Linked DNA regions of Mus musculus: regions 2, 3 and 4 are each linked to region 1. The links are chromatin contacts, called in public Hi-C maps. All regions are on one chromosome and are shown on one strand. Each heading gives the region's core, a stretch centred on a gene start, on an enhancer-like site or on the middle of the called end of the contact. The rest is flanking DNA. Distances are from core to core; before and after follow the strand shown. Region 1 holds the start of Zfpm2 (zinc finger protein, multitype 2). Region 2 overlaps Zfpm2 (zinc finger protein, multitype 2). Region 3 has its middle 57 kb from the start of Gm41311. Region 4 has its middle 52 kb from the start of Gm16294.

Region 1 (5,165 bases), core at 2,460-4,959:
ACACTAATAAACACTATTTTCATACTGCATTTTTGGTGAATTCATTGTCATAATCTTAAGTCAAAGACAGATAAACTGTACTCAATTTCTGGTTATGATACAAAGGCAAACATTCAGCCTTTTATTGTTACTTTTTAAATAAAGAATAAAGCTTGCTGTCTAATAAAATGTGGTCTGTAAGTTTGCTTTATCAATTTCTTGGTCCCTTGGAGAAAAATAAAGTCAAATTCCAGAACAAGAGAGGGATGAATGCATTCCACTTATTCCAAGAGTTGCATTTCTGTATTGTGCCAAAATATTTAGAATTTTTTTGCAGAGAAATTTGTACCTTCTACCTTTCCTTCCTTAAATATTTCATCAATCAGGATTAGCAATATTTATGACTTGCAAGAAGTACTTCAGGGTTTCTGTACCTTTTCTATAAACAGTATTGTAAATATTCATATGTATACAAATGCAAAACTGCTACATTTGTAGGCTTTCTTGATAAAATACAAGATATTTGGGCAAGTGGACAATTTGAAATATAAATAAAGAAAATATTCAATGAAATAAAAAAGAAAAAATACAAGATATCCAGTTTAGTTTGAATTTCAGATAAGTTGCAAGTATGATTATGGTAAGTATGTACCAAACAGTGTGTGGAGCACACTTATCCTGTATAATTTATGCCCAGTCGTTTGACTTGTGTTTAATTGAGCACTTTGTATATTAATTTTAAAACTATAGCACCCCTATAAACTTGTAAATAGTATTATCTCGTCCATCTGTTGGTAAACACTTGCTTTTTTCATAACACAATAGTTTTGGAACTGGTCTTCCATTTTTTGTCAGACATGGTTTCTTGCTAAGAGTATCTATTTGAGAATATATACAATGATATTCTCATTGAGTTTATAATCAAATTCCTTCTAATGCTTCTCTCCTAATCGGTCTCTCCTAACATGCATTTTTGCTTCTGAGAATTTAGGAAGATGACTAGAAGGGGAGCTATTCATTTCAGATTGATTGCAGATCAATCCTTTAAATGTTTGAGATGCTATTATTAGAGATGCATGTTCTCTGCTTTAAAATTAACTATCATTTTATATGGGATTTAAAAGGATTTCTTACAAGAAGCAGAAACTTTTCTAAACAAACCAATATGTAGGCATTAAGTCAGTGAGTTTCAAGATGAATAATTCATTTTTAAGTAAATGAGAAATTATTTTGTGCGGTTACTTACACATTTGCACATGTATAGTTAATCGTCATTGGCGACACGGGGCATTACTTGTGAATTGTGGTTTTCAATATCACAGACACATTTGTTGCTGTGGTTTTGCAATATCGTTTCCTGATGCTTTGCTCAACTGTGGTTTTCATAATCATTGTTTGGTAGCCATGTAACTGGTTTGGAGCTGCTAGATCCATTTGGACAGAGATAATTGCTTATAGGGTTTGCTGTCTTTTCATTTTATAATCATGGTGAGTTAAACTAGAGAAAATAAAAATTGAACCTTAAATGTAATTCATAGTCTCATTTAAAAATGATGAGAAATAGATGTAGGAGTGTTCAGTTTATTTCATTCATACAAACTGGAATTGATAAACATTTATGCATTTAGATAAAGTAGTATACTATTTGTAACAATGTACTCTGGTTATTTTATCAACCTTTCCTTAAATATTCTGACTTTTATTTCTTTCAGCTTTTAAACTGAATATTGAGGTCTGATTTATTGGTATCTCTTTTGCTTTGCATATTTAACCATTTCAGATGCCAAAAGAAACACTAAGTGCTGTATTATTTTAATTCCAGGGGACATTCCTTTTGGGTGATGTAAGTCAGCCAATTCTATGAAAGATCTATGAAAACAGTAACGTACAATAAATCCAATTCTAAGATTCTGTGCATGCCAATTCAACTATAATGATTTGAGAATGAGGGGGCTAAAAAGCTCCAGTCTCTGTTTTTTAACCCCCCCACACACACACACACACAAATACAAATAACCTTGCTTTTCATGGTACTTAGGATCATAATTTGTTGGCCCTTGCAGGCAGGGACTTGGTCATTAACTGCCTTTTCCGTATCAAGGACCATGTACTGTACTGTCATAACCTCATATGGTCATATAGCTAATGTGATGTAATAAGACAAGTGGCCTTCAGCCTTGTGCTAAGATTTGCTCAGCCATACCTTTCATGAGGTAACTCTTTACACCTTTAAAAAGATGTTCTGATGGAGTAATCATCAACACTGAGTAGAGTGCCTTTTGTACATGGAGCCTCCTGCCATCCTTCACTGTGCTCAATCAGCCCAGGCTCTGTGCTGATCCCAGACCCTCTTAGAGCATCATCTGGTGATGCTCACACGGATGCTAGTCAACCAAAGAAAGAGGACACAATTTCAGGTCAGAGTGGACAAGTTCATAGCCTCCTTGGGGAAACTGGCAGTATCTAGGGAATCCATGGCAACTTCACAGGAGTTTATTAGTAAATAATGATACATAAAGTAGCTGATTCCACACAACCCCATCCCTTCAGCACACCGGAAAGAATTGCATTTTGTACTCACCCTATGCAAAACTGTGGGAACCTAAGCTAACCTTGCTCACCTTAATTTTACAAAAACAATCCTATGCAATCCCCTCAAAATAATGTTCTCTTGTGCCTTACCATTTCTCAAACCGTAAGCATACATTGAATAAATAAGAAAGACACAGAACTCAATAAACCAAAGAACCAGGAAATAGTTGTTGGGTCTTACCTGATTGAAAAATTAGGACAAGATCAAATCTTTTATTAGCTCCACGGTGCTTCCCTGTGGCAGAACTAGGAGAATGGAAGGTCATGGGGGCAGGGTGGAGCTGCAGAACTTCCACAGACTTCATAAAAAGTTAGTATTTCCTATTAGAGATGATAGTTCCCTTCCTACCTACAACGAATAATCTAGCTAACCTTCGTCCTTTTGGATGTGAGAAAAATATCTGCCTGACTTCCGATTCCGGGATTTTACTATTTCAAATGGAAACTCAAGCAAGATGCAGAAAAGCACTTTGAGCGCAGCTCATCACCCGACTCTTGTGGGCCTAGTGGGGGATGGTCCGGGTCCGCAGCAGTCTCCTGGGAACTCTGACAGCGATGAAATGGTCTCCTGAGAGCCCAGGCAGATGAGAGGACTTAACGGGCCCCAAGACACACAGTTGGCATTTGTGATCAGCTGGCTTTCGCTGGGGACTTTGCCAGTGGCCTAACCTTCCTGCCAAGAAACTGTGAGGGCGGAGGGCAGGGGCTCCAGGAGGGGAGCAGTAACTGGAAGCACAAAGTTTATGGAAGGAGACTGAGATTTCTTTGTGCCCTGCTAGATGGGCGAGGCATTAGGGAGGAGAGTTAGAGGGTCCATTGGAAGAGGCTGTTGGAAGAAGTTGCTGGAAGGGGAGCGGGGGAAGGGTGGCCTGGCAGCTGCCCAGCATTGACGCGGTGACAAATGCAGAAGGTGGCCCCCTCCAAACCTCACGTCTCCCCCCACCCCATCAACCCCTTCAACTCCCACCCACGCCGCGATCCCCTTGCACTCCACGCGACCGAGGCCGGGCTGTGAGTTTGCATCCGGACTGGCTTTGGATGCAGCCAATCCTCCTTTCGCTGATGGCATAGTCTCCCCTCCCCACAGCCCGGGCGCGCCCCTCCCTCGCGCGCCTCGCCACCTCCCGCAGCAGTGCGAGCGCGGCGCGGCCCGGAGCGGCAGCGGCGGCGCCTGAGTCTCTGCCCGGCAGCCGGGGACACGGAGAGCGAGCGCGCGCCTCCTCCCGCACCCTCCGCCCCTCGCAGCCCGGGTCCCCCTGCGCTCTCTCCTCCCCTCCCTCCTTCTCTTCCTTCTCTTACCCCTCCACCCCCTTCTTCCCCTTTTCTCTCTGCCTGGCCGATCGCTCCTAGATTCCCATCCTCCCCCCCACAGCCCCATCGCTCTATCCGTCGCCCCCTCCCCTCTTCCCTGTCACACTCTCTCTGCCCCTTGCTCGGCCTCTCATTTGCTTGCTCATCTCCAAACGTGGATCCGCCGCTCCCGGAGGAGCCTAGCTCCGGGATCCCGAGCGCACGGAGCACCTGGAGTCCGACCGGCGGCGGCCCGAGCCTGCCCAGAGGCAGAGGCGGCGACAACCCAGGGAACCGTAGCGGGAACCGCAGACACCGCAGGAACCCCAGCGGCAGCGGCCGCGGCCGAAATGTCCCGGCGAAAGCAGAGTAAACCCCGGCAGATCAAACGTAAGTTTGCGCGCGGGACTGGGAGTTGGTGGGATCGGTTCCTGGGAGAGGGGCGCACGCGGAGGGAAAGATGGGAGACACTCGGGGAGATCCGCTCCTAGTCCTCGAGATTTGTCAAACTTTGCAAGCTATCAGGGAAAACCAGACGGCCGCAGACAGATGCACAGCCAGTTGGAGCGCCGGGCAGCCGCAGCCCAGTGTTTCTCCAACCTTCGCGCTCCCGGGTTCTCGGTTATTTCAACTCTGGTTTGCTGCAATCGTCGCCCTTTTTATGCTGAAATCTAACAGGACAATCCGCTCCCGCAGAGCTTAGTATGATTGTTGTCCTTGTTGTTGTCCTGGCGGTTGGCCTACCACTCTTGGGAGCATGTCTTGGTAACCCGGGATGAAGTTCTCAGAGCTGGTGGAGGCCACCGGGCTAGGGAGGTAACTTCCCCAGTGCGGTGGAAAATCAGTGTCTGGGGACCCAGTCCTGGGCGGTACCAAACGCTTTGCCAAACCCGAAGTGAAACAAAAAGTAGGTGTAAAAGTTCGCGCCTCTGTTGGAGACAGCCGCGCACCCCCTCCCTGCCTGCCGCGCACCCCCTCCCTGCCTGCCGCGGTATTGGGCTGCACCCGGGGACTTCGGGTGGGTCCCACTCACGGCGCCTGGACACTGTGTAGGGCGGGCTTCAGTTTGCCACTGGTCAAGGAGCGGAGTCCCCACTGGGAGGGGCCTCCTTTGCTTCTGGGCTCACAGGATTTGAGTTCAAGGTAGCCCATACTCTGGTGCTGTTCCTAGTTCCTGACCCCTACCCCTGGGTCCCTGGGTGCGGGTCCCTGCGGTGCCAGAGACACCTGCCTGCCAGAAATCCACAATCTCACTAAATTCTTCTAGGCCAACTTTTTTCACCTTAGGAAAATTATTCCTGTGT
Region 2 (5,285 bases), core at 722-3,221, 200 kb after region 1:
CAGTATATGAAATTCACAGTGAAAATATCTGAGGTTGAAATGAAGAGAGGGAGAGACCAGGAAATAGCCAGACTGAATGTGAAGTGTTCAAGAATTTTGTGCTTGGCTTAAGAGCAATGGGAAGACAGATTCTTTTTGAATAAAGGTGCTGGTGGAGTGGACAATATTGACAATTTGCACATGATGGCTTTCTGGTGTGGAGAAAAGAGTTCTGGGATTCAGGAGAGTGCCTTCATCCAAATGACCAAAGAAAGTTGTATCTACACAAACAGCAAGTTTTGAGAGACTAGTTACATTTGGATCATAAAATGACTTTTCTTTGTTACAGAGTGTATCTGATAAGATATGACATTTGGCTCTTAGGATGTTTCACCATAATGTTCAAATACTGTTCTGTATCAAACATATGAAAAAGTTTTGTTGAAGAATAAATAGACTGGAAATTACAAGTGGGTCAGTTATTGGCCTCCTTCCCATTAAATAAATTACTTTGAGTTAGGATCCAGATTTCCATACAGCCTCCATAAGTCATAAAGCAAGGACACTGTTTCCCAAAGGTTCTTTTAAATTTCTGTGGAAGCATACATACGGAATCACCATTATGACACCACACACACACACACACACACACACACACACACTCACATATATTCATGCTACTATGGTAGTCTTATTCAATGCATGCCTCTTGTGAGCCAATTGCTCAAAATTAATCTTAATCCTGAATGTGAATTATGACAGCCTTAAAAAAATCCAGACAATAGAGAAGAACACTACAGAGTCCATGCTTTAAAAATAACACTCCCATATTGCACATAACAAACAGTTCCAGCATTTATGCCATCACATAAATTGAGTGTTTTGTTTGCTTTGGAAACAAGCTATTCTCTGTGTAAGTCTCCATCTTGGGTTGTCTGGATGAATGTCATTCCTTTTGACTTTTTCTGGGCTCCTTTTCATCACATCAAAGCAACTGTGAAGTCAGTTTCAGGCTGAGGACAATGAAGTTCTCTGAAAATTACTGAGCCTCTATCCACCTAATGACTATATCTCCCCTGCCACACAGCTGGCTTCAGTGACTCAGCCTTAGGGGCAGCTAAGCTCACTCTACCTTCTGACTATCAAAATATTGGAAGCTATGCACGTAGACTTCACCATCCACACATGGTTATTTGGTACCATTATTTCTGACTTTCTATGATTGCCTTCAAACTTAAGAATTTCATCTTTCTTAATAAACATACATTAAAGATTTTTGTACAACGAGGCCCTGCACAGAGTTGTTTGAATATTTTAATTAGCTGGGGAAACCTGTCTGAAGAGGCAATAGGTCTTGGCCAAGGCCTCTGAGTTTCTAAGAATTAAAGAATATTTCAAAGTTTTAATGATCTCTGGTTTGAGTTAAGAACAATGAGGCACTTGAAATCATACGATAGTTTAAGTTTCAATTTATACATAGTAAGATCCTGATTAACTTACATATTATACAAGTTTAAAAGGACAAAATGTCCCTTGATTTTTGTACGTTTCTAAATTTAGTATGATATTGGGGTCGTCCTGAGAATTTACCATGTTAATTGTAGTATTAAATAATGAATACAGTTATTTTAATCTTTATGTTAATTTTACCCATAGTCCTAGTTTCTTTTGGTCTCTGTGAAGAATGGTTGGGAGGATGTTGGTGATTATTTGAAAAGAAGTCATTTATAAGCAAGTCTTGGTGTTTGCCAAGTTTCTTTTCTCCCCCACGTCGCCTTTCAATTTTTCACATTTTAGTGTGGAATTTTATCTTTTTTCCCCAATGCTGTACTCCTCAAGTTGAAGGTCGGAGGCCCTTTCATAATGTTCATAAAGAAAGCAGATTTCTGTTAGGAACTAATCTTATTTGCACCAAGATAATGGAGTCTCTGTCCATGTTACAAACAATGAAAATTCCTCAAGGTGATTCGAAAGACACATTTATGAACACTAGACATATTGTTGGCTTTAAGGGCCATTTGCAGTTGTGAGCCAGTAGATCACATACCATAAGCATGATTAGTGAGTGCTAGGAAGACATGAATTAAAGCATGGGGGTTGTCAGGGAAGAGTTGATATCAGGAAAGAACACTATGACCGTGGCTCCCTTTGAAACCTGTGGGAGAGCCTTGGGCTGGGTCCAACAGAATAGGTATCTTAACAGTGAGATGGAAGTCTGACCTAGTAAAAGAAACTATCTTGTTTGAGTTTATTGTGTCCAACCTAAGTATTAATCTAGCTACTTTGTGATTATTGTATTTCCTAGATAGAAATAGTGGAGCCTATCCATGAACTCCTAAATTCACAGTGCTGGCAGTGATTTCAAAAGTTTATTTAATTCTATGTGTGTGACCCTGGGTCAACAACTGTATTATACCCCTGAAAATGCAAATATGAAAACCTACCACAATCTCGGGTTGTAAGACTATAAGATAGTTGAAGTCTTACTATGGTTAACATAGTCTGTTGATAATTTAGGGATTTTTGTTTTTATTTTTGTTTTATTCTTTATTTATTCTTTATTTTGTTTCATTTACTTCCCAATGTAGTGCCAGTTACAAATTCTTCCTTTGCTTAGATCTCAGTCTCGTAAGATATGTACTCACTTTTGGTAATGTCAATTTCCAAAGGAGGTATTACTCATTCCTCTCCATATAAAATAAAAACCAAGATAATGACATGCGAACCCAACAATACCTTTTGTCTGGCTTTCGTGTTGAAAGAACGCATTTTGGTCATGAACAAGTCAACTCTTCGTCATGTAAATAGTACAGCAAACAAATATGTTGAGTTCTGAACAGTTTGGGGAGCAATGCTGAATATATGTACCTTAAAAAGTTAGCCATGCCTTTCTCACCATACTTTAAACAAGTGTATCAATTCCTTTAAAGGAATTGTCTAACTTTTCTTTCTTCAAACTTAATTGGATGTTAATGATGCTCACTTGATATGCTTATCTTGAAGATAAAAAATTTAAATACTCAACATGCCTAGCAAACCCTTTATTAGATTACCCCTTGGCTTAATCTTTTCCTGCCTCCTTTGTTTCAGCAGAAAAAGATAGCATTTTGTAGCCCCTGGGCGCTAGTTGCGAAGTTTGGACACCACTGAATTATTGTTTGCACCTCCTTTAGAGTACTTTTAAATCCTTGTAAGCTCTAGATGTTAGCCTCAATTTTAAATTAAAATGGAAAAAAAAAAAGTTCATATTCTCTTCTGGATTTTTCTTTTTGCTTCATAATTCTGTTTGAGAATTATTTTCCTAGCTGCTGTGGTTTGGAAATAGTTTACCTTTTTCTCAAAAGTCACTATGTTATAAACTAGATCATCTGTTAAGAGACAGTGGGAAAGTGCAAGGAGTTGCTAAGTGGTAGAACCCTAGCCTCTGCAGAGTCCAGTGTTTGATTTACATAACCACAGAAGAGCACAGGTCAGGTGGGCAGGAATAAAAGTACATACTGATAAATATCTTGAACTAAGATGCTTTGGGCCAACCAGGACCTTCCTTTTTGATTAAACAGTTTTGAGCAGTTACACGCCTCTTTTCCCCGGATACTGCTAAGAATTGAACAGGATTGCTGTTTTGATGCTTAAAAGAAAAAAGTCAAATGCTTCATATAAAGTGGCTCAAAATAAAATCAATGGTACTTACTCTGGAAAGGGGCTTGCTGGTAGAAAAATATGTGGCAGTCACTATTTGGTACAGAACATTCAAAGATATCTTGGCAGAACTCAAAGAAACCTTACAGTAAAACGTTTAGCAAGAGAAAAGTAAAACATGTCAATTAACGGGCAGCAAATAGAAGTGGGACCATTACGATTCAGACGTAGTAAGTGGCAAACTAAAGAAACATAAAAATATAACTGTCCTGGTCTCAGTTATTTTGTTAACATGGAAAACTAATTAAAATTTAAAACTAATTAAAACTACCAAGCAAGATAGCTTAAGACACATGAACTTCTCAATAGCAGTTTGAGTTTACTGTCAACATCTGTGGTTCACAAACTATCTACATTCTCTCCTCTAATGATATATATGAATGGTGTTTTTCTGAGAAACATTAAGTGATAAACATTGTGTTTGAGCACTAGAATTGATTTCATGAAAGTGTTCAATTCAATCCAGAAAAGGGGGATATGGATGCAGGAAATTGCTGAGTTTAGGCACACCAGAGAATTAGCACTGCAAGCAACCAGCAGTCCCACCCACCTGTGGAGATGTGGCTTTAGTAAACATCAGACAAAAAAAAAATCTCTCTAAATATTCTCTGCTCAGGATGTACTGCTTCGGTGCACGTTGGAGCCAGAGCTCCGTGGCAGTAAGACACGGCATGGATAAGAGGAAGGCCTTGCCTGAGACGGATTTATTGTCTACGGGACAGTTTTTATGTGCAGTCATGACTATGATAGATAGTAAGCGAACCCATAAAAATGACCTCCAACAATTTACATGCACCTCTGTGATGCTGGAGGAAAGAGCCCTGGATTTATTATGTACCTCTTTTTTTTTATGGCAAAGTTATAATTATGTTGGTGTTAGAGGTACTCGTAGGACCCCAAACACAAAGTTGACCAATATCAGTTTAGTCGGATCACAAAATAGTTGTATCATTTTACAAGTGTTAAATCTTCCACTTGTACCTAGAAGAAAATTTATAACATTTGTTTCTGTATTTCTGGGCTGTCCATTTATTTATTATATTACACTGTTTCCTCAAACTGCCTGAAGAGTTTCGCCTTTAGGCCATTTTAAAAGAGAAGCAATCTGCACTATGTATTTTAATGATTTGAGAGTAATTATTTTCTCTATTAACTTTCCCTTAGTATTTTAAAAACTTGTAAGTCAGATTTAAAGTGGTTTTAAACATTTTAAAAATAGCATTGGAAATGTAAATGAGCTAAATACCTAATAAAAAATGGGGAAAAAAGTTTAAATTTGAAAGATTCTTTCTCTCTCTTTCCTTCTCAGATTAAATGCCTTTTTGATTCTCTACTTACATTGTTTCTTAATCTTTTCCTTCTATTTCAAGATGAAAGACTATTTTCACATGGTAGAATGTATTTTTTGCAAGATCCTGCAGTTGTGAAAATAATTTTTATAACTGCCTCTACCCAGATTCTGTGACAGTTTTATGAAATAGTATGCTCCCACTAACCCTTGGCCTTTTCATCTGCTGAATAAAAGAATGTGACTTTTTATTTTTAATCACCTAAATGATAAAGTTAATGATTCATAATAGTTTCTACAAAGTGATAGCTATCGATGA
Region 3 (5,576 bases), core at 1,504-4,003, 250 kb before region 1:
ATGCTAACAACAAATACAAATTTAAGCACTGACTTCTGTAGAAGTGTGCAGCAGGCAGCCCTTGCAGCACAGGCCATTGAGATGTCTGGTTTTGATGGTGGTGGTTTTTTGTTTTTGTTTTGTTTTGTTTAAAGCATAATTTAAATGATTGTTAACATGAGATAGACATTGTAAAAACAAATCAAACAAGAGGAGAGTTTGAAGCAGGGAAGATCAATTATAAAAACGTAGGGGGTATTTTCATGGGAACGATTTGGGAAATCTTAAAAGAAAAAGCTCGAATTGAAACTAAGCACACGTTAAGAAGAGTTCAGAGGCAGAGGCTGAGGATGACAAGACAGCCTTCCCAAACTAAACAAAGCACTAACATTAAAGGGTAGAGGCTATTTTTCTAAGGGAAAATGATACAGATTGAGACCTAATTCTAAGGCTTTAAGTAGTGGGTTTTTTATGAAGTACATTTAGAAGACCAATTGGCAGACTGTCACAAGGTAGTGACACTGATAACAATATTGTATGCACTACAATATTCATTTTCAGGAGCCTGAATATTATTCCTCCTACATTTACTGAGTTTCCACCATGTGCCACACACAATGAAATGAAGCATTGGGTCTTCTCAGGACAGAGTGTGTATCAGTAGAGGGGACAGACATGGACCCCCATAGAAGTGCTAACATATACTAACATATATAGGGCCCTACCTGTGCTAACATTGTTCAGACTATCTTACAGTCCTCAAAACACCCAGTGAAACAGAATACTTGTTATGGTACAAAGCAGTAAAGATTCTAACTAGGGTGGAGGATGGCTAGCTGGCAAAGATTGGAAAGTGAATTAAAGTAAATTAATCAGTTTAATTAGATGCTGATTGCAGGGGTCCTTAACTATGAGTGGACCAAGAAGGGTGTTCAAAGGGCCTCCTTCTCTATCTCTCTGTCTCTCTCTCTTTTTCTTTCATTACATTTTTATTCAGAATTAAGTTGGTGAAGATAGCTAAAATTTTTTATTATTTATTTGCATCCCAAATGTTGGCCCCCCTCCGGGTCCCCCCTGCCAGAGTTGTTCCTCCCCCACCCCTCCCCTTCATCTCTAAGAGGGTGGCCCCCATGTATCCGCCCCACCCTGGGACATCATGTCTCTACAGAATTAGGTGCATCCTCTCCCACTGAGGCCAGAAAAAGCAGCCCGAAGGACCATTTTCCAATGCATGTGTCCTGTGACTGAGTCACAGATTGGATATTTCGAGCATTATACATTTGATGTTTTACAAAGAAAAACAACTAATTAGTAATTGGTCAAGGCAACACCATAATGTAATGAACTGAAGGTAACCTAGAAGCAGGAATATGAACTAATAACTAAAGTCAGTTCACACTGCCAGGTACAGAATTAAGAACTGACCCCAAATAAGAAGGAGCATACATCTTCATGACTTTGTCACAACAAAATCGTTGCTTCTTTGCTGCAGAAAGATAGGAAAGGAATATTTTTACCTTAGTAGTAAAAAGAACGACCAACATTTAGTGTGTAAGTGGTGTGTGCCAGGGCCTGCCCTGAACAGGCTAATATGCACAAGAAAAATTCTGATCTTGTAGCTCCTTCTAGAGATGAACATGATCCAAATGTTAGCAGAATTTTCCTCTGATGTTAGTCTATAGATCTGTATATAGGGTCAGTATATAGGTACTCATTTGTTCTCAACTTGTGGGTTTCAACCCAATTGTGGGGTAGTCGAATCTCTCTTTTATTAAGGGGTTGCATATCAGATATCCTGCATATCAGATATTTATGTTATGATTCATAACAGCAACAAAACTACATTTATAAAGTAGCAACGAATACTTTTATGTTTGGGAGGGGGGTCACCGTTTTGTGGCTGGAGGTCACAATGACATGAGGAGCTGTATTAAAGGGCTGCAGCATTAGGAAGGCTGAGAACCACTAATATAGATGGAAAGGTTGAAGGCTGGTATTTGTGTGAGTTTGTTTGTTTGGGTTTTTTTTGTTTGTTTGTTTGTTTTTTTTGGTACTGTTTTTTGTTTGAATACCCACCATCCAGCAATCCTCATGCAAAAACAGAAAATGAAATGGAATATACAGCAATTGCTAGCTGGCTACTTGGTTCCTCTGAGCCCTTAGCTTCAAGGATTTTTCAAAATATATTCTTTTTTTTTTTTTTTTTTTCTTTTTTCCTGCACCACAGCTCAGAGTTGCTAAATCCAGAAATTGAAACATTCTGAGAGGCAAATCATTTCAGGGTGAATCAAAGCCCTTGGAACATTGCCCTAGGATTTATAAGATAGTGTTTGATGGTGAAAACATGTTTCATTTTTATAGGAAATCCCAATTATGCAAGGCTGCCCCATTCATTTCCTCCCGGCACGGAGGGTGTTCGATATGGTGACTTCGTCCCATTTTCACTCGTGATCAGTCAGGAGGCCATGAGTGAAGGTGAAGGTAGAGGTCATCTGACCTCAAGTAGTTGTGGCAGCATCTCCTCTGTTTAAGGCTGAGAAAGCCAGGGGCTGGTGGCTGATTCTCTCCCGACGTGAGCTCCTAGAATAAGGTGCTTCCTTTCCTCTGCCCTCACCAGCTGCTCTTCCCGCTGCCAGTTTAGCACAGGCAGCACGGAGCTGGGTGTGGTGTGTTTGAGCAGGAACCTCTCCAGATCAAATCTCCTTGTTGACTGGGTCTGTATCTGGCTTCTTTGTGCTCTGCAGCAGGAGCGATGGATCCAGACTGTTGAAAGAGAGAACCCACATGATTCGTCTTCACAGAGGGAGCTTCGTCACAAAGTCAGACTCTTCACATGAAACTATAAATTCCGCCAGCTGGGAACAAGTCACACGAAGGAAGCACAAATGCCTCAGTTTTCTTACCTACAGTACAAGGATAATGAAACCTACAAAGGAATCTGAGGAATTAAGTGAAGCAAAAAACTAGAGCATATCGGAGCTGATGAACGAATGCGAGCACGTGCCACTGCCAGCAGGGCTGTGGATCCTAGCAATGAAAGTGGAGTACAACCAAGGTGAAGCGGAGTTGGTGGGGAGGCTGTGGCAAAGGGACTCCAGCTGGAATGCTTGCTGATTCCGGAGACGCTCTTCCTGCCTTTGTAATAAGATGTGGACGCTGACCCAAGTCCACAGTGATTTTACCTCCTATAAGCTAAAGGGCAAGGCAAAGCGAAGCTACGCTAACCCGAAATGTGCCTTCAATCCTCTTCCCTTCCAAGTTCAAGTTATTTTTCAGAGGCCTAAGTTATCATTTTCCATGGTGCCTCCACCCCTGATCCTTTCTAACCATGGCCTCCTTTTGTATTGTATTAAGGCTAAAGTATATTGCAAACCGTGTGCTAATATTCTCTGCCTCTTTGGGATGTAGCTTCCCAGCGAAATCAAGATTTCCTTCAGTATGAGAACTTGAGTTAAACTTCCTATCTAACCACTGTAGGACCTGGTGTGGCTGAGCATAGAGAATAGCTAAACTAATTACCATAACGAGATGAAAAAAGTATAGTTATTTTTTTTTCCTCTAACCAAACAAAACCTACTAAAGATGAGGATAGATTTCTTTCCTTAATAGATAATAAAATTTATCTCAGCTACTGAAGGGATATTTGTTTATTTCTGTCTGTTAATTTTCTACATTGTGACCTTGCTTTCTTCTTCATTTGTACAAAAGAAGAGACTTTTAACTAAAAACACTTTACAATTATTTTATTTAATTTTCACATTTAAATTGTGAAAATATTGCTGAACTCCGAGTCTGCAATGACAGTAATCATGTCAGATACCCTGACCTTAGTCTAGCTGATTCTACATTATGGGGCCTCCTTATGCCCTGCTACTAAAGTATGGCAACTTTCTTGTTTGCTATTTCTATGTGCATTCTGTCTGCTTTGGTTCCATCTCTAAGCTTTTCTTATTCAAATCTTCTAAGGAATTTATATTTCTGAGATGTAAGGTATGCCCAAACAAAGATTTTTAATCGACCTAAAATAATGTCAGCTGGTGTTTTGCGGAGGAATTTAAAGCAAGGAATCATGTTGTTTTGACAAATCAGTTTTGCATTTCTAAAACTGAGAAGGACACGTTCATATATGTGTATATACACAGGCTAACACATGTATGCTAAAATTCTCCTTCTGCTTCATGGACACATTCATATATGTGTATATACACAGGCTAACACATGTATGCTAAAATTCTCCTGCTTCATGGACACATTCATATATGTGTATATACACAGGCTAACACATGTATGCTAAAATTCTCCTTCTTCTTCCTTAGGGATTATCCATCCTACCATTCTCCACAGTTGTCTATCCACACATTGTGTCAGAAAAGAACCAGCACAAATACTATGGGGTAGATCTGAATATGTATTGTGGGACTAGAAGTCAAACACTTGCAAGAGGATCAGAAATCAAACATGTGATTCTTCTCTGGCTGTTCCTCTTTGCATTTGCCAGTCATTTTCTTGTACTTTCTCCCTGTCCTGTATTGGCGATCTGTGCTTATAAGTTCTTTCAAAACTTAATAATTTAAAGCATCAATCACTTGTTACTTCACTGAATTCCTGACAGTGAAGAATTTAAGAGGTCTAGCCAGTTCTGGGTCAGAGACTGGAAGTCAAGAGGATGATTTGAGGCTTTGGCTCTTCAACATGTGGACTGGTTGGTAGTGCTGCTTGCCACCTGGCTGTCCTCAGATCAAGTGATGAGGACAGCGCGGTGTGTGTGTGTGTGTGTGTTTGTGTGTGTGTGTGTGTGTGTGTGTGTGTGTAGAGTGGTGGAGGAGTCATTTAAAGGATGAGTCACTTAAAGGATGGGAGCTACACTGTTCTAACCCACCCTCTGAAATGACAACTGATAGAATCTGGATTGTTCTGTTGGTCACAGAGCAGCACAGGTGCAATGTACTGGGAGATGCAAGAACTTAACAGGAGGACCTTGGAGGTCTCTTAGCGGTTAGCTTCCTCCATTCCTTCCCTTGGAAAGTTCTTGGTTTTAATGTCCTCTTCATTTTAATCAGAGATTATTGGATAGCAATTGTTAGAAATTTTGCTTCACTTTTGTTACAAACAAATACAACACTGAAGTTAGTGTTTCACATGTCCTCCTTAGACACCAAACTACTTTGTTGCTTCAAAATTCTAAACAGAAGAGGATGTAGTTGGTGTATATGGCTTTGCAATGAACTTTGAAAGTAAAGCTATCATGGAACTTGGGTTCTTATCATGAAAGATAGGTGATTTATATTTTCACCAAACTGGCTTCTAAAACCATATGTGATTCCTCAAAAACATTTAGACAATAAGTAGGCAATATATAACTTTCTGTAAGTATTACTGTTAATTTCAAATGAAGTATTTGAGGTTCCCAACCCCACCACTTGGTCCAAATCCAGACTAAAGGAGCAGGAGGAGATAGGAAAATGACTCTGGTGTAGATAGCGTGTGCAGACACTCACAAGGGAGGATGCTACCTTTTACTAGATTTGGCTTTTCCACCGAATGTGAACTCTTAGTTCCCATTATGCATGTTGGTAAATTAGAGAAGCATTGAGTAC
Region 4 (5,088 bases), core at 1,882-4,381, 180 kb before region 1:
CATTCATTCCAGTGCACATATGTTTTGCTCTGTAGCAGAAATCAGTGACCAATCATGGTACTCTTTCCTCCTGAACTTATACACAAATATCATAGAGCCTTTTCTCTGTTCCTTTAGTTCTTCTTCAACTCATGGGCAGCAATAATGAGAATGAGGTAGACTCAGCCCTTATCATATATATGTTCAGGCTTATTATAATATGAGTTTGATCCTTTTGTTTCTGCATGGAATAGAGTAGGCACTCAATGAATATTTGCTGTTGAATGGAAAAATAATAAATTTAGACAGAACTATTTTAACACAGATGGAAATAGATTTCACAATCACATTTTTAATTTTAATTGAATATTCATGCGATCTCTTTTTCTCCAAAATTTTTCATAATTCACAGTAGGTTTAAAATTATTATGAAAGTTAGTTAGATATCAAAGATTCCTTGGAATTTTTTTTTAATTTTAGTTGAATTCTTGTGAGTAGTAACATGCCATCCATGAAACCATTCCTGGAAAATATTTACGATTTCAAACAACCCTACCAGCATCAGTGTGGTTCGCATCCTTAAGTTGCAAAGATCTTGAATTTGAAATTTGAGTGTAGAACAAATTTCCTGGTGACTTCAGCAAGGAGTAGGAGGTATATAATTGAATTTTACTTTGTTTTTAATCTTGTGTTTATCCCCTTGCCCGTCTTTCTTTTTACTGAAGTTTTGATATCAACAGGAATCAGAGTAGATTGGAGATCATAAGAACTTGATCTGAATACTTGACAATTGTAGCTTGATTCACAATTTGTTAGCATGGAAACAGAAGTAGAGAAAGGATTTCTTCTAGAAATCAGCAAACAGTTCAGGTATGAGACACAGTGGTCGGTTCTCTTTGCAGGAAGCCTTCTTGCCACTTAGTCTGTGTCCTCAGCTTTTTAAAAATTTTGCAGATTTCTTGGTTGCCTTCCACAGTATTATTTGAAAACTAATGTTATCTCAAATTTCATTTTAACATCCTCTCTCACAATTATATAAAAGGTTTATATAAAAAAATCTGTGCACATTTATCTTAATCTATGACTTCACTGTTTCTTTGATTGTCTGGATCATGCAGGCAGGCATGCATGCCTACACACACACACACACACACACACACACACAGAGGCAGGCATGCACAGACACACACACAAACACACACTTATACACACAGGAAGGCATGCACACACACAGAGGCATGCACACACAAGAAGGCATGCACATATACACACACACGCAGGCAGGCATGCACACATACATATACACACACTCACACCCATACTCGCAGAGTAGATGACAGTCATGGGAGATCAAAATTAAACTAAAACAGTAAGACACAGTGTAGCAGTGCTCTTTATCCCGTGACTAATGGCAAGGTGGCCAAGTTGTGTTTGCCTAATTCCAAATCAAATGCATTTTCCAACAGATCACGTTAATCTGAAATCATATAATGTGTCTTTTTTTTTTAAGAGGAAAAATAGTGGTACACTAAGAATTAAAATGAGAATTTTGTAGATGGTGGCATATGGCTACAAAGACGATTGAAGCACCCGCACCTCCTGCATACAGTCTTGTTTTTAATGATGAATAATTACCTAGCTTTGCTGGCCCCTCTTTATTGAAGGTTTCGTGGCTCATATTAAAGAATTCTTCATGTAAGATGCACTGACTTTTCAGTTCAGAGCATTCCCTCGCTAGAAGTAAAAACTGCTTTCTAATAACTCAGGGACAGTAACTATTTGAGCAGGCATGAATAGTAATCATTAGATCATTTATGTCTCCTATAACTAAATTTAATCCAAAAATCTCTACAATTCTGTCTTCCTAGTAATTAATCTATAAAACCATGCAACTGTGAGTGCTTAGAATCTCTAAGAATGTGTGTGTGTGTGTGTGTGTGTGTGTTTTGTATTAGTGGTAGCAAGATTGTTTTAGTACAAATGAACTCCAGTTGCAGTTTGTCTAATATCCAGAAATTGTGGAATTCTAAATAGCATCCCTGCATGTCTCAGGAATCTCTCTTGGCTATGAAGTGTCTGAAGGCTTTGAAGACTGATTTTCATTACAAGATGGGAAACACCTTTATAAATATATTTAAGAACTGTTACAACCTTCAATTTGAAATGGATCCTCATGAGGCAAAGCCTAGGGAGCCAGAGAATGCCTCCTTTTGACATGGATAGCCTGCCTGTCTGTGGCAAGGTATGGTGTTTGTGGTTTTTCAAAATCAAACCGATTCACATTCTTCCTGAGAAAAGGGTAAGAACCCATAGGGCACAGCCCTCAGGCCCAAAGGGCTTTTAAAACTACAAATGAAGACATAGATATCACCTTATTCTATGGATGTTCAAATGGTTCAAAACAAGATAGCAGCTCTGGTTGTGTGCATGCCAGGGAATGTATCAAAACTGAGATTAGTTAATTCTAATGGAAACTAAAGGAACCTGGGTAAAGGCAACTGGGTACTTTCCTTAACTGAAAATCAATCCTTTGTACAATTCAATTAAAATCATCAATAAAAAAAATCTTATTTCAAAAGTCCTAAGCAGCAAGCCTTCCCACAGAGCCCATCCCACAGACAGGAGCCTGCTCACCGACCTCTGAGCCACTTGCTGCCTGTTTTAATAAGTATTCAGAAATTATACTCAGACTTCAAAAGCAATTGTGAGGAATTGTTAGCAGGTTTATTAATGTTTTATGTTTTATTAAAAGTTTGGGTGTACATTTCACAATGAGCAACATCAAAAATCAGACTTTCTGCCTGTAATTTTGCTTCCTCCTGTCTTTCTGCCTTTGGGATTCTCTCTTCTCCTTTCATCAGCTGCCATTTTCAGCAGCATGCAGTAATTTCATGGCTCATTGCAAGCGCTGAAAACCTTTGAAACCACAAATGCTAACCTACCTGGCCTGCAGCCATTTAGGAAGAGATTAATTTAGCAAACAGAAGCAAAACACTTTCTACTTCTAGCCTGCGCATAATTTCACTTCTATCTATATTTATTTTACAGTGAGCAGCGTAATGACAATTTCAGTAATTGCAACTCTATAAAAATTTGCCTACCTAGCTTATCTCACTATCACAAGACTGTGAGTCAGTCAAGATTAGAGAGAGAGCAGCATGTGAAATAGCGCGGGCTGCATTCCAAAAATACGGACCTGCTGGAGAAGCTCAAGTGATGCTGTGCACTTGTTTATGTCCTTATCTATTGGGCAACCACTTCTTCCTGATGTTTGGATTGGGACGGGTGTGTACCTCTTTAATTCATGGTGATTTATGGGGGCCACTCTTCTTACAAACAGACCAATGTATTTGGAAGAGTAGGAGCACCAGCCCACTTCTGCAGACTTTGTTACAAATGGCTGTTCTGTTGCTGTCCAGCAATTTGAACAGAAGAGAAATTCCATCTGGGGCAAATTTAAACTATCATACTTGGAAGGAAATCAAGGACTAAATTAGCTCACAAACTGTTAGCTAAAAATAAAAGTTTTATTGTTTCTTCTCCAACTTAAAAATCCCACCATTGAAATTAACACTAATTATATCTACTGTATATTGTATGCATACTTTCTTTGAAGAGATCATTCACTGCTTCTCTTTATTCATGCTCATAGTTGTTACACAGGCACACATGTGCACATCATACCCACATATGCACATATGCACTTGCACACACACAATGAATCCAGACAGAAGTAATGCCTCAAACAAAATAATATTTAAGAAGCAAGAAAAAAAAACCACAATGAAAGTTAAAGTCAACCAATATATCAGAAAACATTTTATGGTTAATCCAACGGGGAGTAAATGCAAGGTGAATGTTGGCTAGAAGAGACTTCAGTGTGAGCCCGGAGACCCGAAGTGCTGTAGATTGACGCACAGTGGATGCAAAGCCTAGGACAGGAATGTTACATTGCTACCTGATACATACGTCAGAGTAGGAGGCTCTCTTGGTAGCTGATTATAGTGTTTGCTGTACAAAAAAAAAAAATAATAATTCAGAGGTGAGTATCCAGAGTTGACGAGTGAACCCTTCTGGCTTGGTTTCCTCCAAAGAGTTAGGAATTGAGTGGTCACTGAACGGCCTTCAGATACTGGATGGTTTCTCCAGTACTGCAGAATATCTGTGTTCTCCATTCTAGTTTGCAGAGATACTACCACTGGTAAAACTATGCACAAAAAAAAAAAAAAAAAAAACGGTGAAAAGGGGAGCAGCTAAGCACCATGTGCTCAGGGCTTTTCTACTCGATACTGTGCTCTATCCCAAGTTACAGCACTTGGACATGACTCTCTACTTCTTCACTTAGATATGAATATTCTGTGTGCTATAAAGGAAATTCCATGACACTAAACTTGTTTATGCTGTTTTTATATTAGCTAATTCATTTAACCATACAGATACACAGACGGCAGAAGGATGACTGGCCAACCCCCACAGATGTACACCTCCAATCTGGCATCACACAGCATTCATAAAACAAATCAACACAGCCTGGAACTTTTCCATGGTTTGTATTATACGATTGGTGTTCACAGAATCCTGGCAAAAATATTTCATATTAAAGTTGGTGGTAGTAAAAGAGTAAACTATTTCTTTCTGTTTTTTGAGGGCACTTGCTAAAGTGCTTGATCAATATCCTAGCCGTATAATAAAAACTGAAATCAACACAAATTGAACAAGAAAAGCACATTCATGTGCCTGCATATCATATAATAAATAGCATTTCATTGCTTTGAACAATTGGTAGTAATTATGCTATTTTAATGATCGTTTTGAAAACATGTCACATCTTAGCAGTAATGCTCAAAGAATCATAATACCACATGACACAATCAAAGGAGTGGCAGAAATATATTCATAGCCACCGTTGGTTATTCTGTAGGAATGCGTTTCCTAACCAAATCATTACTTCAGGTGGAAGGTGTTTACTAGTATCTTGCTATTAGTGAGCCTAAAAACACGTCCCAGCTGCAAAGTCAGGAATAACCACTTATTTTGGGAGATAGATTAGTGAGGTTTTGTTTTCTTTTTGTTCTCTAATGGGTAGTTTTTGCCTCCTTTTTTGCTAGA

The links. A called contact is a pair of places that touch in the nucleus more often than the background predicts.
Region 2: a contact with region 1 is called in a Hi-C map of Sertoli cells, with 3 times the contacts expected there. The contact joins the enhancer-like site here to the promoter of Zfpm2 in region 1. A contact is called at or near these places in 3 of 484 Hi-C or Micro-C datasets (Sertoli cells and uterus), 2 of 115 datasets of contacts at active chromatin or transcription factors (neural progenitor cells and stem cell-derived neural progenitor cells) and 3 of 9 other capture datasets (adipose tissue, embryonic tail and liver).
Region 3: a Hi-C map of cerebral cortex shows a contact between it and region 1, with 2.2 times the contacts expected there. The contact joins the enhancer-like site here to the promoter of Zfpm2 in region 1. A contact is called at or near these places in 4 of 39 promoter capture datasets (the 3T3-L1 cell line and liver), 3 of 484 Hi-C or Micro-C datasets (cerebellar granule neurons and cerebral cortex), 3 of 115 datasets of contacts at active chromatin or transcription factors (the NIH/3T3 cell line, embryonic forebrain and stem cell-derived neural progenitor cells) and 1 of 9 other capture datasets (liver).
Region 4: a Hi-C map of cerebellar granule neurons shows a contact between it and region 1, with 2.4 times the contacts expected there. The contact joins the enhancer-like site here to the promoter of Zfpm2 in region 1. A contact is called at or near these places in 3 of 39 promoter capture datasets (the 3T3-L1 cell line, hippocampal neurons and pre-B cells), 4 of 484 Hi-C or Micro-C datasets (adipose-derived mesenchymal stem cells, cerebellar granule neurons and cerebellum), 1 of 115 datasets of contacts at active chromatin or transcription factors (embryonic hindbrain) and 1 of 9 other capture datasets (embryonic trunk).

Annotation. Positions count from the first base shown.
Region 1 is chr15:40,651,333-40,656,497 of GRCm38.p6, forward strand. It overlaps Zfpm2 (zinc finger protein, multitype 2), which reads left to right and starts at 3,710. Exons shown (of 8, transcript NM_011766.5): 1 at 3,710-4,251. The coding sequence starts at 4,212.
Region 2 is chr15:40,848,665-40,853,949 of GRCm38.p6, forward strand. All of the region lies in intron 3 of Zfpm2 (zinc finger protein, multitype 2), which reads left to right. Among named protein-coding and RNA genes, the nearest start is that of Gm33353, 110 kb to the left of the region's middle. Within about 2 kb of position 1,972, at least 7 of the 459 cell types and tissues checked have an H3K27ac peak or open chromatin away from gene starts, as enhancers often do. A contact at or near this core is called in Sertoli cells, where this site is marked.
Region 3 is chr15:40,397,493-40,403,068 of GRCm38.p6, forward strand. No RefSeq gene overlaps it. Among named protein-coding and RNA genes, the nearest start is that of Gm41311, 57 kb to the left of the region's middle. Within about 2 kb of position 2,754, at least 3 of the 459 cell types and tissues checked have an H3K27ac peak or open chromatin away from gene starts, as enhancers often do. A contact at or near this core is called in cerebral cortex, where this site is marked.
Region 4 is chr15:40,472,935-40,478,022 of GRCm38.p6, forward strand. No RefSeq gene overlaps it. Among named protein-coding and RNA genes, the nearest start is that of Gm16294, 52 kb to the right of the region's middle. Within about 2 kb of position 3,132, at least 7 of the 459 cell types and tissues checked have an H3K27ac peak or open chromatin away from gene starts, as enhancers often do. A contact at or near this core is called in cerebellar granule neurons and cerebellum, where this site is marked.